Linked DNA regions of Mus musculus: region 2 is linked to region 1. Evidence: chromatin contacts called from public Hi-C data. All regions are on one chromosome and are shown on one strand. The core of a region is the stretch at or near the end of the contact, and the rest is flanking DNA. Distances in the headings are between cores, read along the strand shown. Region 1 holds the start of Magi2 (membrane associated guanylate kinase, WW and PDZ domain containing 2). Region 2 overlaps Magi2 (membrane associated guanylate kinase, WW and PDZ domain containing 2).

Region 1 (3,554 bases), core at 322-2,821:
CTCTCAGGACCACAATTTTATTTCAAGCAAAGACATTTTTTCAGCAAGATTCCAATCTCTCTAAATTAACTTCACAGCCTAGAAGAGACTTGACAGAAGCCAAGTTAGAACACAGGGAGCCTGGGCTGTTGACCAGCTTGCATCTCCATCCACCTCTATGCCACAAACACGCCCCCATGTCTGGAGCTAGAGGAGAGTCCAACCACAGAGAAATCCTAGTCAATAAGAAAATTCCAGTCAATGAAGAATACTTAGGGGAACCCTTGTAATGCCGCAGTCTGCCTCCCCTTCCACATTAGAAAGCTCTCCCAGCTCCCCGCTTCTTAATCTCTGCCCCTCCTCCTGCCTGCTGGCCAGGGGCGATCTCTAGGGTTAGTCAGTCTGCACGTGACTCACGGTGCCCACATGACATGACCATGGGCGGGGGAGAAAGACCGAGGAGTGAAGCAGGGAAAAAGTTACTGAACACTACCGGTCAAAGCGTCCAAACCAATTTGTCCCTTTCCTTCCTCTCCCGTCAGTGATCCCTAGGGAACCGCTACGGACCAAGGTGTCTCCAGACTAGTTTTGGATATCCTGCAAGGGGTCTCCACTTGCCCCAATATTCAGAGCTTCTCCCATTCTCTCTAGCGACAGCTCTGCACCTCAAGTTGCTCCATCTTCCTTTCTTCCTCCTCCCTTGCTTTCCTCCTTCCCCGAAAGCTCTGTGTCCACTGTGGACATGCCATTGGCGCACATTCTATTTGGCCTAAAGCTCAGAGGAGGTCAGACAAGGCCAAGCATCTTCCAAAGGGGAGGGTCCAACTGGGCAAACTAAGTTGCCTGCTACAGTACCACCTGGCTTAGCCGGCCAGCCAGCCCCCCAGTCCCGGTCCCCCTAATGCTCCGAACACAGTTACCGTGCTCTCTGGACCCCACCCCGCGGTGGCGCAGCATACACCCATCCAACACCCGCGCCCACCCTGTTAATGCCATCCCCACGCCGGGGTCCCACCGCCAGGCAGAGCACCGAACAAGCTGCGCTCACCTTGCTTGACACACTTGAGCCGGAGGGGGTCCTTGCAGTGTTTGATCACGGCCAGAACGTCCCTGATGGTGAGCCCCGCCACGGGGGTCTCGTTCACCTCCAGCAGCAGCTCCTCGGACACCAACTTGCTGCCGCTTTCATAGGCCACCTTGCCCGGCTTCACCTCCCCCAGGTAGGGGAACTGTCCGTTTTCCGCGCCCCCCTTCAGTTCAAAGCCCAGCTGGCCCTCCGGGTTCCTGCCAATGACACTCTCGTGGACTTTGCTAGTCCAGTGGCTTTTCTTTTTCAAGCTTTTGGACATGGCAGTAGGGTGAGTCGCCTCAGTTCCAGAGGGTCCTTTGGGAAGGAGGGTCTGGGAGTCAAAATCGGGATGGAGGAGCAAGGGGGCCAAGGGAAGAGGGTGGCAGACTTTGCCTTTCTCTCCCTCTGCTCCGCGCTTTCCCTCTTCTTTGGATGGAGTGTGGCGGAGGAAGGGGGAGGATGAGAGGGACGGCTGGGCAGAGGTAGGAGAGCTTGGGTGAGGTTGTGCTGTCCCTTGAATGACACTCAAGGCTTTGGCCCCGCAGCGGAGGAAGCTGTGGTGGCGTTGGCGGCGTTAGCGGCGGTGGCGGCGGCCGAGCCAGCGCGAGCAGTGGCCGAGCTGGTGAGCGGGTGGCGTGGGGGTGGGGAGGAGGGTAGGGATGCCGGGGGCCACTCCTGCGTGCTGCGAGTGGGGAGCGCGCGCGCGCTCGCCGGCCTCTGTGTTGTTAGCCGATATCCATGGCAGCTGCAGTGGCAGCGGTAGGGAGCGCGTGTGTGTGCGCGTGTGCGCGTGTGTGCCTGTGTACTAGTTGTACTGTACTGGCAGGATGCAAGCGGGCGGCGGGGAGGGGGGAGCGTTGGGGGATGCGAGCCGAGGGAGGAGGCGCGCGCACCGAGTGGAGCGCCAGGGAGGGCTTCGCCGCCGTCTCCCTCCCTCCGCGGCTTGACCCGGTAGTGAAGGCGCTGGGAGAGGCAGGCCCCGGGCCGCCCTGCAGCCTGCGGGAGGAGGCGGGAGCCGGGAAGGAGGGGAGCGGAGGCCCGACATGGGCAGGCCGGTGAAGAGAGCCGGGATCCCTGGGTGGACCTGTCTTCAGCTTCCCTGTGAGCCGGGCTGCTAGCCTGCAGGACGCCCCGACTTGCCCACACCCCAACACTGGACAAAGCAGAAATCCGGGGAACCCGATGCCGAGCCTGGTGGCCCATCTACAGCACAGTCTTCTGGGGCTCCATCCTGCCACAAGGAAGCTGGAGTTCGGGGTCCCAGCATGGAACTGCAGAGGGCCTGGCAGGCGGAGCCCGTGGAGAGACTTCACTATTGGCTCGCTCCACTTTTTACAGTCTTTCATTCCTCGCAAAGTTCTCAGAAGTGCCCCTCCGATAGAGGAAAGTTAGAGGAAGGAGTCTGGTCGTCCTGGATGCAAGAATAAGGTGAAATAACATCTGCAGAGCAGGGCCATGTGTCCTCTTGGAAGAAACTGAAGAGGATTGAGTGGAGACAGGATAGAGGAGGGCACCTGCCCTAGTTGAAGAGTGGAGAGGGGCGGTGGGGTAGGTGTTAGGGAGATAAATGGAGTAAGAGCCTAGACATATAAATGGTGAGTGTAACCTGGACAGGAGTCAAGTTTTAGGTTAATCAGACAAACAAGTCTGCTACAGGAAAGAAAAGAAGGCTCTTGGTGGAGCGCTGTACCCCCATCTAGCTCCTTCCCCTTCTCCAAATTTAGAGCCAGGTGGAAAGCTAAGCAGGACACAGGGGGCTGAGGGCTGCTGACTTCTCCAGTCAAACCCTGAGTGGTGCTTTTTGAGTTTCCGTAGCTTACATTCCATTTGCTTAACTTTGAAATAATATGTTTCAGGCAAAAAGAAAAAAAAAAAAAGGAACCACTCACCCACTCATCTTTGTAAATCAGAGTATGGGAAGGAATTATCAGCAGTTAAGAGCTTTGATGTCTGGGATGTAGTGTGGGAGGAAAGCAAGGCGGTTCAAAAGGCTTAGCTGACCCAGACAGAAAAGAGGGGGTGTGTATCCTGGCTCTGGGGCTTTTCAGGAGTGCCACGTTTAGCAGGCTGTTCCACCTTTCTCTGGTTGTTTCCTTTTAAATAGGGGTAACAGTACTAGTGGGGCCTGGTGCACTGAGAAGACAGACAGGCAAGGCAGGGAAGGGACTGCCCCATACAGGTTTGTTGGCTTTGAACAGTAGGTTCTTCCTCTTCAGCCCCACCCCCACATCGTGGAGAGGACAGCAAATTAGGTCAGAGCTGAAGATCTTTACAAAGGATGAATTTGCTTGACTTTGTGCCTTTTTCCATTTGAGAAAAGTTGGCTATGACTGGTGAGGACTACCCAGTCCTTGGCCTTAAGGAATGCTCCTGAGCCAGCAAGATTTCCATTGAAAGGCCAGTCTCATGAAAAGTTAGGCTGAGGATTATAAAGCACCATTCTAAGTGGAAAGTGATAGAGGCAGTGAAGAACAGAATTTGCATTTGTTTAACAGCAGTTACAAAT
Region 2 (3,554 bases), core at 451-2,950, 45 kb before region 1:
AAAACAAACACTACTATACAAACATGAGCTTGAGAACATGAGTAAAGTGAATTATTTCAGTGTAAATTGAACAAGAGTTTAGAAAGCCCTTTCACAGTGGGTAATATCCTGAGGCAAGTGTTAAAAAGGGTTTTCTGTCACCACAGATCTTTCCCATTATGATTAATATTGAATGGAGCAGTCAGGGTATGAGTTGCTGTCATTCTTAGTCACTGAGCATGGAAGTCTTCTGCTTAGAGGCTTCATTATTTCCCTATATGTCCCAGGCCAATTTCACTATATATTTACTATTTCTTATTTTTTATAAAAAGATTTTTATTATTTAATAAAATTCTGTTTGATATATATTAGATAGTCCCACATACAAAAGATTCAAACAAACAACAAACACAAAACCACTTTGAGTAGATCCCAAATCACAATTATAAAAGAATGGCAAATAAATAATTAAAATAAAGTGTAGGTGTTTGGGAGGTATCACTTGTTATTCAAAGGAAATGAAAGCAATGGTTTTTAGTTGTGTTAACATTCCCAGAACAAAGCAATGCTTATTGTGTATAGAGGAATGTATATTGATTCTCTATAGATTTTTTAATGATTTCTGATGATTTGATTTGATCATATTTAGTGTTTATTTCAATCATAATGTATTAACACATTACTAAAGGAGAAAACCTGGGCATGATAAGTTATAGGAGTTGTAACGTCCAAATCATATATTTTAATTATCTTTGAATATAGGCTGTGTTTATAAAGTTAAAGATAATTAAAGAGAGAGAAAATCAGAATGCAGAAAAGGCTCTGATGGCCATCTAGAAACATCTTACATGTATGTTCATATTAAGAATGCTGGACCAAAATACCATGATGTTGTCAGTGTTTATTTCCTAGTGCATAAGCAACAGGGTTCCAAGGAAGAGAAACACCTGATCAGCAGTTGGCATGGCTTGTCTTAGTAGGTTATGGTTTCCTCCATCAAATGTGCTTGTATACTTAGTGGAAGGTTTTTCAAGCATCGACAATGAGATTATTACGTAGTTACAAAGATGAATACAACCAGAAACAATCACAGGAAGCAATGAAGTCAGATGCAGTGACTCAAGTTTCACCACTATAATTCCTGGGTGCAGCCTTTAGCAGACACACGAAATCATACATGTACAGATGACATAAAAATAGAAGGAAAATGGGCTGGTGCTCAAGAGGGCAAGGTAAGAACAGTGGCTAAGGAGGCATATACTCAAAGTCCATTAGATACTTGTATGAAGATGGCCCCATGTGGTAATAAAAGAAACAACTATTTGTCTAGTTTTCCATACAGCAAAAATAGAAACCTTATTTTAGTGCATTAGAAATAATGGACATACTGCTTTGAATCTGGCAATGGCTTCAGTTTATACAAATTTGTTTTTATCTAAAGGTTATAGCTGTATAGCTAGGATCAGTAATGCAAACGAGCTATTACTCATAATTAGTGGTAAATATGCTAATATTCACTACAGATTTAGCTCCTGGCCATACATGCCTGAGGCAAGGCTAGGAGAAAGATGTGGCCCTCATTCTTTGCCTTAGAAGAACCTACATCAGACATACTTATGAAAAATATTCCAGTAGGGAACCCTCAGGAGACATACACTGACTCAAATTCACTTTCCATGCAGCCAGTGATAATAACAGCTTTCCCCACGAGGTCTCTCAGCTCTGCTGTAAGCTACCTTTTAATGGCTGCTAAAGAATCCTTTGTTCTTATTCTCCAAACCTGTACATTAGGCTAGATTACACAACAAAAGAGAATTAATGCCATTAATCACCTGATTTTAAGAAGAATTTAGTCTAAATATGACAGGTGGGTTTGATATAATCAAAAGAAATCTTAAACTTTAAGAGGGAAATTCAAAACAGCAGAGAGGTGGTAGTGTAGAAGATATTTAGCTTCATGTTGCTGGCATTGATGGTGGAACTATGAGCCAAGAAAATTATTTGGCTCTAGAATTTGGAAGACAAGGACATGGCAGTCTCTTCTAGAATTTTTACTAAAGACAGCTCTACCAATACATTGATGCTAGACCTCTAAGATGCATTTTGCACATCTGATTTATAGAACTGGGAAATAAATGTTCTTGTGTGTTATTACTAAATTTGCAGTGATTTGTTACAAAACCAGTAGGAAACCAACAAAACCACCCTTAAACCAACTCAGCAGTAAGCAAAGGAAAAGTCTCTCTTTCTCAAGTAAACAATAGCACCATGATTGAAGGTTTCCTTTTTCACAACCATTTCTAGCTTTTCTATTGAGAATATACAGTGTATAAACATTATTTGATCTGAAATAAAAACCTGACTATAATATTATATACTATAATATTACATATATTGGTATATAATCACTTAATTAATCATGGTTATGCAAATTAAATACACATATGAAGATTTATCTTTCAAGAAGTAAATATTTTAATTATTTCATTCTGGAAAGCAGACATTTATTTCTCAAGCTGCAAATCAATATACTTGGAAAATATCACTTGACAAAAAGCCCACTCATTCCACAAATTTACTCTTATTTTTTCTAAAATACTGGAATAGTAACAGTTAAAAGAAAATATAATATTTTGATCACCATATTTCCCTTAAATATATACTGGTAAGAAAATTACTACCCTGAGGTGATGTACAATATTATTTTTAAGGTTTATAAGGAGCTGTTTCACTTAAATGTATTTCTACAATAATTTCCTAGGAGTATGTAAGAAAGAGTGTATCCTATGAATATAAAATAGGAGACAGGGAGCGGTATAGAGGGAGGGAACAAGGGGGAGAGAAGGAAAGTTGAAATGAGAAGAAAGAGGAGTAGAAAGGTGAAGAGAGGGAGGGGAGGGGAGGAAAGGAGGGAGAGAAAAGGGGAACAGAGAAAAGGAGGGGGAAAGAAGGGATGGGGAAGGGGGGAGCATATATGTGTAAGTCTGTAGTGGTGTTCCAAATGCATAGAGCCAGTACTTGATTTGCTTTTTGCTCTTATGTTGTACTAGTCTCCTTGTGTGAGGAGCCAAGGCAGAGCAATCCCCACATGTGGCTGTTCAAAGGCATCATTGTCAAGGCACAAGCTCATCTCTTTAGTCTGACCTTGTTTTTAGATTATTATTCCTCTTTTGATCATTGTCCCGTTCCATACTCTTTATCTCATAGACATAAGACGGGTAGTTGAGTCAGGAGATGTTGCTCAAGTTTGGGATTATTTGAGTAAATCATTTAATAATGAGCAGACATACCCCTACTTCTTTCCAACTTCTTCATTTGTGTTTTCAAGACAATGGTTTTAGTGATTTCTGGAGCTTGTTGGAATGAGTGACTCTGGGCTTCTAAGGATTCTGAGCTCTGAAGCTCTCTGGCTTTACCCTTAATGTTTCTGGTTCTTACATGAGAATCTTATGCCATTGCTTCTGCATTTATGCTTTCAGTTTATGAGATGCTTCTACAAGGAAGAAGAAGTCTATGAATCAATCAAGGGCTAGTAAAAATATATGACAACACTGATATTTTAAGGGGGAGGGTCT

What was found. Hi-C and Micro-C count contacts between places; a contact is called where the count stands out from the background.
Region 2: a contact with region 1 is called in a Hi-C map of cerebellar granule neurons, with 1.7 times the contacts expected there. The contact joins the enhancer-like site here to the promoter of Magi2 in region 1. A contact is called at or near these places in 3 of 484 Hi-C or Micro-C datasets (cerebellar granule neurons, embryonic stem cells and rod photoreceptor), 2 of 115 datasets of contacts at active chromatin or transcription factors (both in embryonic stem cells) and 2 of 9 other capture datasets (adipose tissue and liver).

Annotation. Positions count from the first base shown.
Region 1 is chr5:19,225,063-19,228,616 of GRCm38.p6, reverse strand. Magi2 (membrane associated guanylate kinase, WW and PDZ domain containing 2) reads right to left here and starts at 1,571. Exons shown (of 23, transcript NM_001170746.1): 1 at 1,028-1,571. The coding sequence starts at 1,328. 4921504A21Rik (RIKEN cDNA 4921504A21 gene) reads left to right here and starts at 2,062. Exons shown (of 3, transcript NR_102342.1): 1 at 2,062-2,476.
Region 2 is chr5:19,269,792-19,273,345 of GRCm38.p6, reverse strand. All of the region lies in intron 1 of Magi2 (membrane associated guanylate kinase, WW and PDZ domain containing 2), which reads right to left. Among named protein-coding and RNA genes, the nearest start is that of Magi2, 45 kb to the right of the region's middle. Within about 2 kb of position 1,700, at least 2 of the 459 cell types and tissues checked have an H3K27ac peak or open chromatin away from gene starts, as enhancers often do. A contact at or near this core is called in cerebellar granule neurons, where this site is marked.